Regions from separate parts of the Athene noctua genome. Here region 2 is linked to region 1. The links are chromatin contacts, called in public Hi-C maps. All regions are on one chromosome and are shown on one strand. Each heading gives the region's core, a stretch centred on a gene start, on an enhancer-like site or on the middle of the called end of the contact. The rest is flanking DNA. Distances are from core to core; before and after follow the strand shown. Region 1 holds the start of ITM2A (integral membrane protein 2A). Region 2 holds the start of LOC141964680 (fibronectin type-III domain-containing protein 3a-like).

Region 1 (4,684 bases), core at 1,508-4,007:
TTCAGGATGGTTAAAAAAAATTCTGAATTTTCTTATATCTATGCATCTCTGGATGGAATTTGTCTTCCCAGACCTGGTACTTCAGATTGCAACTGCTCCAAAAAATACAGTCAGAGTATCGTATGAGGAGCTTTATTGGGAAGGAGTTACTGACAGAATTGATAGTTGTTATCAGGTGTGTAAGGACAGAAGAAATTGTTTGATGATACTGGAGTTACTCTCTCCTGAACACTGCACATTTTAAATAAGTTTTGAACACGCTGAGATAAATGATTGTTGCAGATGCTACAGATAGAAATGCAAAGGAAAAAAAAAAAATCACAACAAATCTCATGAGAGTTCCAAGTGTTGCAAATTTAGCAAGTGCAAATGTCAAAAACAAAAATATATTTTAAAATTTTTATCTGAGCAGAGTTTTTCAAGGTGTGTCCATCCCTTGCAACAGATCACAGGTTGTACAGTACAGATATTGCATCAGCCGTACAGAAAACTTACTTAATCTGTTTCAAAATCTGTGTTTCAGGGACTCTGATGAGAGTATAGCTTAACTTATTCCTAACATGCTAAAGCTAGGAAGTATGGGCATTATTTTTTTGCTTGTTTCTTGGTAAAATCAGGTAAAAGCGTTTTCTGTTGCTAGACAGAGTCAGGTTAAATAGACGTAAAAGACTTTGTTCTTCTCTGACTGAAGTCAAAGTCAAAATTCTTATTAACATGAAAGGGAGAAATATCAAACCTATGATCTTGAAAGGAAATAACAGTGGCATTGCCTCTGTAGAATAGGAACGTGCTTTGAATGCTGGAATACACTCTGCATTTGGTTTATACTTAGAGGAATTACTTATTGCAATATTTGCATAGTGTTCAGTTCTGTTTAATTACAGCTGTCTGCGAGGAAGAGTTCCACGGCGTAGGCACCAGATTCAAACCAGATTTCTTTCTAGAGCCATAAAGTCAAATTCCAGGGAGACGGACGCAGACTTTCATCCGTATGAAGGAGAAGATCGTTTCAGACAGTCTCATACATGAAGCCTTTTCTTCTTGTTGCCCTTTGGAGACATTAAATGAATGGAGATGTATTGCCTGTCTCCTTGGCTGCTGAAGATCCCTTAGGCTGTATTTCACAAGGGAAGGGAGGCAGCTTGACTAAAAATATCCCCATCCCTGTGCCATGCTGGATGTGGCCCAGAGACGCCTCCTTTACACCAGTGATGCACTCCCAGTGTAAAATACGAAGTATTAGAGGTTATGTGTGATTGTCTGCACGAACAGTGCGTGAAGTTAAAAGGAAAGAAAATGATTGCTGTGGAGACAGGCTCGAGAAACGTTGCAATGGACGCTCGGGCTGCTGCTCACTGCTGTCCCCTCACCGCCACAGTCAGCCTCGCCCAGATTTCGGGCTGGTTTTAGGTCTTTTCAGGCAGGAGTTTGAACCCTGCTGTTGCCCGTGAAGCTCCCCGTGCAGCCACGGAGCTGCACAGCCCCTACAGCAACAGCCGCGGGGGTTCTAGAAAGCTCCAGGAGAATTAAGGCTGCTCCAACAAGGCCTGTGCCAGGGGCTGGCGTGGCGGGCTCGGCCCCAGCGCCGAGGTCAGGCAGCAGTGCCCTCGCCCAGCCGACCCCACACCAAACTGCTCAAAGCACCACACGGCTTCTTGCAGGGTGCCGTCCTCCGCACCACCGGGAGGAGAAAAGGAAGTTTTGGTTCCTCCGTGGCGTTTCTGCAATTGGGCCACAACAACCCCCAGCAGGGCTACAGGCGTGGGGAGGAGCGGCTGGAGAGCTCCCGGTCAGAGAGGGACTGGGGGGGTTGAGAATGAGCCAGAGTGTGCCCAGGGGGCCAAGGAGGGCAACGGCATCCTGGCTTGTGTCAGCACTGGCGTGGCCAGCAGGGACAGGGAAGGGATCTGAGCCCTGGGCTCGGCACTGGGGAGGCCGCCCCTCGGGGAGTGGGTTCAGTGTTGGGCCCCTCACCCCAAAAAGGCCATTGAATGACTCGAGCGTGGCCAGAGAAGGGCAACGGAGCTGGGGCAGGGTCTGGAGCACAGGTCTGCTGGGGAGCGGCTGGGGGAACTGGGGGGGTTCAGTCTGGAGAAGAGGAGGCTGAGGGGAGACCTCCTGGCCCTCTGCAACTCCCTGCCAGGAGGGGGCAGAGAGGGGGGATGAGTCTCTGGAGCCAAGGCCCCAGCGCCAGGCCCCGAGGGAATGGCCTCAAGCTGCCCAGGGCAGGGTCAGGCTGGCTCTGAGGAAGGATTTCTGTGCAGAAGGGGCTGTTGGGCGTTGGAATGGGCTGCCCAGGGCAGGGGGGAGTCCCCGGGATCCCTGGAGGGGTTGAAGAGTCGGGCTGAGCCAGCGCTGAGGGATCTGGGGGAGTTGGGAACGGTCAGGGGGAGGGTCATGGTTGGGCTGGAGGAGCTGCAAGGGCTTTTCCAACCCGGATGGTTCTGGGATTCTGTTTATGACACCCCTCCCTTTTGGGGCCAAGGGCTTTGCCCTTGTAATGGTGTCTGGGCATCATTAAACCTCTTATCCAGCATCACTTTCTGAGGGGATGCAGGAGGTTCGCAGGGCCGAGGTGGGAAGCGGGGACCCCCCTCCCCGTGTCCCCAGCGCAGCCGCCATCGCGCCCTTCCCTCCGGCGGGCTGAGCGCGGCGGGTGAGCCGCCCGGCCGGCAGGGGGCGCCCCTCCCTCCTCCCGCCCCGCCCGCGGAGGGGCGGGGCTCGGCGGAGGCCGCCCCCAGCGCGGGGCGGGGCGTGGCCCGCGCCGGGTGGCCCCGCCCCGCCGGTCCGAGGCTCCTCAGCGGGGAGGCGGCGGTGCGCAGGAGCGGCAAGATGGTGAAGATCGCCTTCAACTCGCCCTTCGCCCAGAAGGACGAGCCCAAGAAGGAGGCGGCCGAGGCGCTGGTGGCCGACAAGGTGCGCGGAGCGGGGTCTCTCGCTGCCGGGCTGCGGCGGGCGGAGCGGGGCCGAGGGGACGGCGGCGGGGGCAGGAGGAGGTGGAAGCCGCCGCCATCTTCTCGCCGCGGCTGCGGGCCGGGGGAAGGCGGCGGGCACCCCCCGGGCCTGCGGCGTGCCTGGCGGCCGCCGCACCGCTCCCTCCGCCGCTGGGGCAGCCTTCCAGCGCGGGGGCGATCGCCCTGCGGGTTGCCCCGGGGAGCGGGGGTTTGCGGGGGTGTCGCTCCCCTCAGGGCGGTGCGGGGCTGGGAGGGCCCGGCCGCGCCGCTGCAGCGGTTTGCGGTTCCCTCCCCGCAGCCGTTGCGCCAGCCCGGCTGCCGCTGGGGAGGCCCCGGGCGGTGCCGAGCTGCGGGCTGGCGTGACATACCGGGGATAGCTTCGGGCCCGCACGCCGCGGGCAGGCCCGGTTGTTTATCTCGCAGCTGGGCCCGCGCCAGGGCCGTGCTTCCTGACGGGGTTTTAAACCTCCGTAGCTCGCAGGCGGGGGAGTCCTGCGCCCTGGCGAGCTCCCCGGGGCTCGGCTCCGTCCCGGCCAGCCCGGGGAAGGGCGCGGGGAACGCGCCGTGCCCTCGGCGGCAGGATGGTCCCCCCAGGAGAGAGCAGGCTGGCAGCGGCGTCTTCCAGGCGAACAAAGTGGGTTAGGGCTCATCCCCCGCTCGCTGCTGCTCCGAAACCATCGTAGGCAGCGAGTTGGAGAGCAGCGCTGTGGTGAGGTGTCTGCGCTTCTGTTATGTCTAGCTTAATTTAAGAAGCTTGCCATAAAGGGTTTTAAATAGAAACCCAGGCAAGTACTCTGTGGTTGGCTTTTCCTTCCTAACGAGGTGCCGTGTCGCTGACTTAAATCGAACTTTCCAAATCTGTGGGAAACTTTATTTTGAAGATGTCCTGCTTACCTGCTGATGTTTTTTAGTCAGATGAAGATCTAGGTAGATAAATCAGTAGCTCTAGAGGAGGAATATGGGATGGACCGAGTTTATTTGTAATCAGGGAGTGGGACTATTAACAAAACAAAAACACCTGTGGACTTGGACTCTAGTGCCTTTTTTTTTTCCCCCTTTGAAGCTGTAATCAGGAAAGCAGCTTGCCTTCCAGCCTGCAGAGCCTCTGCCTCCCCTGAAACAGCCTTCCTTTAAAAGTTGAAGTGGTGCAGAGTGGTGTTACTGCTCAGTGGGCTCTTCTGAGCTGTAGTTGTATGTGTGCATAGTTAATACAGTAGCACTGAACTACTAGATCCAAAGGAGGGGGAGAAAGTAGTGAAACGGTGTGAATAAATGACTAATTTAAATTTTGAAAATGTCATTAACCTGGCCTGTTCCTTGTAGGACAATCTCGACACCTACTCCTGAGGCAGCTTGTTATTCATATTTTAAATGGCCCTGTACCATGCCAGTTCTGAGCATAATAGTTCTCATACACGCTTACACCCTTTCTTCTCCTCTCGTGATAGCGGCTCTTCTCAATTTAGCAGCAACACACCCCGTTTAGTTATACCTGTCACGATATTCCCTGTGTTTGCACGATATTCCCTGTGTTTGCACGATATTCCCTGTGTTTGCACGATATTCCCTGTGTTTGCACGATATTCCCTGTGTTTGCACGATATTCCCTGTGTTTGCACGATATTCCCTGTGTTTGCACGTGTGTACGTGGGTTTTTAACACCACTTCACTCTGACTTCAGGGCTTAGAATTGCGTGTAAACATCAAGTTCATAATTTTACTCCAAGGCA
Region 2 (4,684 bases), core at 990-3,489, 210 kb after region 1:
GCCAGTAGTCACACGTGTGCAGTAAAACTTGTGGAAGGGGCAGAAAGAAGAGGAAATTTTAGTGCAGGGACCAGGACAGGAATTTTGCCAATTACCTTGTTAAGAGGAAAAGGTTTCTCCTGCCTTCTTCACCTGGAATTGGCCATTGATTCCGCTACGAAATTTTACTTTTCAGATCACAGAGGACATTCCAATGAGCTGTTCAGTCAAAGAAGTTCCCATATGTGTGCAAAAGCTTAAGTAAGTAGGACAGTAGAGATCAGAGAGTGAAAAGGTAACATGCTCCTTGCAAAAGCTATTTTTTAATGCACCAACAGTGTTATTCTGCACCAAATGTACATTTTCAGAGATTTTGATTCCCTGTGCCCCATAGAGCAGCCCTCCCATGAAGCATGATAGCGTTTGCTTCTTTTCTCCCCAAAACAGATGTAAAATTCAAAACCAATAGTGAAGTCCTGTAACAGCTAGATGATCAAATGCAACAAAAGGGAAGAAAGGGAGAACACTTCAGCAAGTGCCAAACATATACGCAATGTGAGGGTGCTTTTATCTGTTCTTTCACTGTCTGCTACCAATTTGAAGATAATATTTTAATCATTTATGCATAAATGAGTAAAATCAATCGTGAAGTTACACTGGGTGTTTTTGTGGCATTTACTTAAAAAGGTAAGTTATCAGTCACCTAGAAATTCAGCGGACACCACCACCTCTGGCCTTTCTTAACACTGCTTGCTTATTTAAAAAGATGGATGGGAATTTATTTTGGTCCTGTTTAGCACAGGTTGTTCGGTATGGCAAACCAACCGCTTCCACTGGTCTCCAGAGAGAAACTCTCTGACATAAAGGAACAAGCTCTTCTATTCATTATAAAATTTCCTATATTCATTAAAAATATATCTAAGATCAATCCAGGGATAAACACATGGCCATTCATCTTAAAAGGTTAGTTGGTTGATAAATATATTATATAGCTTGCATAAAAATGTCCAGTTTGACCTTTTTCTTCTAAACTGCTGTGATCCACAATTTCCATGGAGCTTGTATATCAGCACAGCTGTCACATTTATTTTGCATCCACACAGAAGCTGACTTCCATGGTGCGTGCAAAATATCCCTTAAATCACCGCTTTAAAAAACGTGCCTCAGACTTGCTTGAAACACGTTAAATGGGAACGGATCGGTGCAAACCGTCCAGTGGAAGTAAGCTGAAGAGCGCAGAATTTACTGCTGCATTAATTGCCAGAGAAAATGGATGTGCTAGAGGGTGTCTTCAGCCTGTGCTGTGTTTTTTTCAGCCCCTACCCTTGATCCTTTTTGGAGCAGGGCTTGGCATCCCCAAGGGTTCAGGATGCTCCGACGATGGGTAAGAGCGGAGGTGAGGAACGGAGCAGCACATCAGGTCGGGCTGAGCCAGCGCTGAGGGATCTGGTGGGCTTGGGAAAGGTCAGGGTGAGGGTCATGGTTGGGCTTTTCCAACCTGGATGGTTCTGTGATACCTGGCTCCTCATTTTGACAAGCCAGTAAGGAAATCTTGCCTTCCTCTTTGCTTCGGCCACTTGGCGTAACACCCTCCCTTCTCATAGACGTCAGCATTAATGATTTTTATATTATTACACAGTATTAGAGTTCAAGTCTTTGGTCTCTGCACGTGCTGTGACCCACCTATCCCCCTAAGTCGTGGCGGGGGGAAATGAAAGCTATAAAATGTGTAAATCACCACACTTGTCCTGGGTTTGGCACGACGACGGGGGGATGGAGGCCGAAGAGCTCCCGGCCAGAGTCGGAGCACAGGCAGCGGCGCGGGCTGTGCCATCTGGCGCCGGGCGGCGCTCAGGCTGGACACGGGCCATCAGGTGCCACCAACTCCGAGGGACGGGGACAGGGGGACGGGGCCCGCCTGGGGTGCAGGGCCCGGCGGCGCCTCAGCGGACGCAGCCCAGGCCTCCCTCATGGCGGGATGGTGGATGCCAGCCGGCCACCGTCGCACCTTCGTCTCCACTCAGTGCCACCTCTGCCATGAAGAGCTTCGTCTCCCCCCTCACCCCCAGCCCTGCCTCCCCCCTCAGGCACCCGCGGGCCGGAGCTCCCGCCCGGCCGGGGCCTTCCAGCCACCTGCGGGTTCCCCCGCTCGCCCCCCCGCGCCTCTTTTCGCGGGAGCGGGTGGTTGGAAGACGAAGATCGGGCCGGGCTGTGGTTGGCGCGCCCGCCCGCCCCCGGCCGGCGGCGCAGGCGCAGTGCCCGCATTCCATCATGGCGGAGCGGTCGGTTGGCGGTCGGCAGCGCCGGGCTTGAGGCGGGGGCTGCGGCGCCGCGGACGGTCAGTGCTGCCGCGCCGAGGACCGGGACCGGGGTGGGGGGACACACACGTTCCCCTGGGCTCCCTTTGCCCTCGGTTTCCCGCGCGGGGGAGGGAGGAGGGCGGCGGGCGGCGGGGCCGGGCCGGGGAGAGCGGCGCTCCCCACCCAAGGCGCGGTGGGCAGTGCCAGGAGCTGGCGGCCGGCTCGACCCGCCGGCGGCGGGGCGCGGAGCGGAGCCCCGCGGTGGGGAGCGGAGCCCCGCCGAGGCCGGGGAGGAGGAGGGAGGCGGGGGGGTGCCGGCCCGTCTGTGGCGGGACGACGGCCGGGAGAAAACGGGGGGGGGGGAGGGAGGGGGGGGGGTAGTGGGAGACCCGCTGTGTGGGACGGGGCGGGGGGCAGCGGGGTGCCCGCCGTGTGGGGGGACGGGGGGACCCCGGGTGTTGGGAGGGGGGAGCCCGGGGTGTGAGCAGGTTTGGGGGTGGACGTGGCGCAGGGGGCAGGTGGGGGCAGCGCGGCGTGTGGGAGAGGATGGGCTGTTGGGGTGCGGGGGGGGGCTGCAGGGGTGGGCGCGGGGGATCTGCCCCGGGAGAACCGGGGGAGTTGGGGTGCTGGGGCTGGCGGGGGGGGGGGGGGGTGAGGTCCTAACGGGGCAGCCCCGCTGGTGGGGGGGGTGGGCTGAGGAGACGGAGGGGGCCGGGGCTGCGGCGGTTCCCCTCGCAGGGCGGGGGGGTCTCGCTTGGGTTTCAGCGAGCCCCGCTGCGCCCCCGCGGGTGGGGTTCGTGCCAGCGGTCTCCCCAGACTCTCCCTTCCCTCCGCCCGTTCCTGCTCCTTTCCTTAGCGCACAAATTCTCCGTCTCTCTCTTCCCCCCCCCCCCCCCCCCCCCTTTTTCGTTGAGGAGGGGGGGGGGAGGAGGATCTGAAGTCGTGTGTGTGTGTGTCCCCCAGCTTCCCCCTTGCCGCCCCCCCCCCCTCCCTTTCTCCCTCCTCGGCAGCCGGAGCTGCTGCCTGCAAATGCCACGTAGCCTTCTGGTTGTTCCCCTTGGCTGATCAGCAGCTCGAGTACCAGACACCTCCCCCAGCTCCTCCTGGGGTCGGGGCAGGGGGAGGTCAGTCCTGTCATCCACTGTTTGGGTGGTGACCAGCTCTTACCCTCCCCCATCCTGCTTTGTCCCCCTCTGCCTTGGGGGCAGCAGCAAAGGTGGGGACCCTACTGTGGCTGCTTTTCAGCGCAATCCTATTTTACTGCCTCTTACAAAAGGCTCTTGACTTCAAGCAACGTGCGGGTGCCTTTCCTAGGGAGGGCTGGGGGGGGGGAAACACGACGACGACACGAGTCTCCGGGGTTTCGTGGCCCCCCAGCCTCAGCAGCCCCCCTGCTGCCTCTTCTTGAAGCTCTTGGTGCGCGGCACATGGCAGTCACCTCAGGAAACAGGGTAATAATGCTTGCTGGCAGGTGTATTTGCTTCCTTCAGCAGCTTGCTCTCAGCTGGTTTCTGAGTTTTCTTTCTGTCTAAAACTTGCTACTCGGACCTCTCGTTGGAACGGTGGACGTTGGCTGTAAAGCGAATTGATTTTTATAATTTGAGGTTTCGATTTCTATCCAGTCTTCATCTAATTTGCCTCGTCTCTGTCCTCGTCTTCATCTAATTTACCTCGTTTCTGTCCTGTGGAAGCCGGGTTTTTACCACTGGCCGTCCTTCCTTGCTTTACCTGATGCCTAATTGTGAATATTGACACACGGTACTGCTGCAGATAAGTTCTTCAATTAGACCAGTGCCTGTGATCTGTGATTCCTAATGTTCTTCTAATGTATTTATCTTTATGACACTTGATTCAATAGGGAAATACTATCTCAGTCACAGATGGAAAGACTGAGGCACCGAAATATTTATGGCCCAAGGTCACACAGGAAGTATGTGGTGAGGCAGGGAATTGAATCTAGATTTCCTGAGACTCAGATTAGCATTTTAACCAGGGAAGCATCCTCTCTGTATTTTAAGCCAATAAATTGACCTTGGAGTTAATATCCAGTGTGGAAGAAAGCACTTGGTGTTTTGTTTAGTATCTTTGTGAGCTAAGAAGCAAAACCCGAGTTGCTTCCCACACTTGCATTCCTTTCCTTGTTTTTTTGTAATTTGTCTGTGAAAAAGGATAAGGTGGTAAAATAGGAGAGATGTTGACTTTCTCAAGGCTCTGTGTGTGTAATCATGCATGTTGAAAAACAGCCAGCTATTACGCTGTCCTCTCTTTTAGGTCTTTTTACCTTACTGTGTTCCAACTCTCTGAAAGTTTTGGAATGCTGTTGTTATCTGGGAATAATTTGTTCTTAGCTAGGATCAAATAAATCTAATATTCTATAAAGCTGACTTGAAAGCAGTCTACTTCGT

What was found. Hi-C and Micro-C count contacts between places; a contact is called where the count stands out from the background.
Region 2: a Hi-C map of heart shows a contact between it and region 1, with 2.7 times the contacts expected there. The contact joins the promoter of LOC141964680 here to the promoter of ITM2A in region 1. A contact is called at or near these places in 2 of 2 Hi-C or Micro-C datasets (heart and liver).

What each region holds. Positions count from the first base shown.
Region 1 is chr11:23,539,278-23,543,961 of bAthNoc1.hap1.1, forward strand. ITM2A (integral membrane protein 2A) reads left to right here and starts at 2,758. Exons shown (of 6, transcript XM_074915159.1): 1 at 2,758-2,930. The coding sequence starts at 2,833.
Region 2 is chr11:23,754,070-23,758,753 of bAthNoc1.hap1.1, forward strand. It overlaps LOC141964680 (fibronectin type-III domain-containing protein 3a-like), which reads left to right and starts at 2,240. Exons shown (of 27, transcript XM_074915356.1): 1 at 2,240-2,317.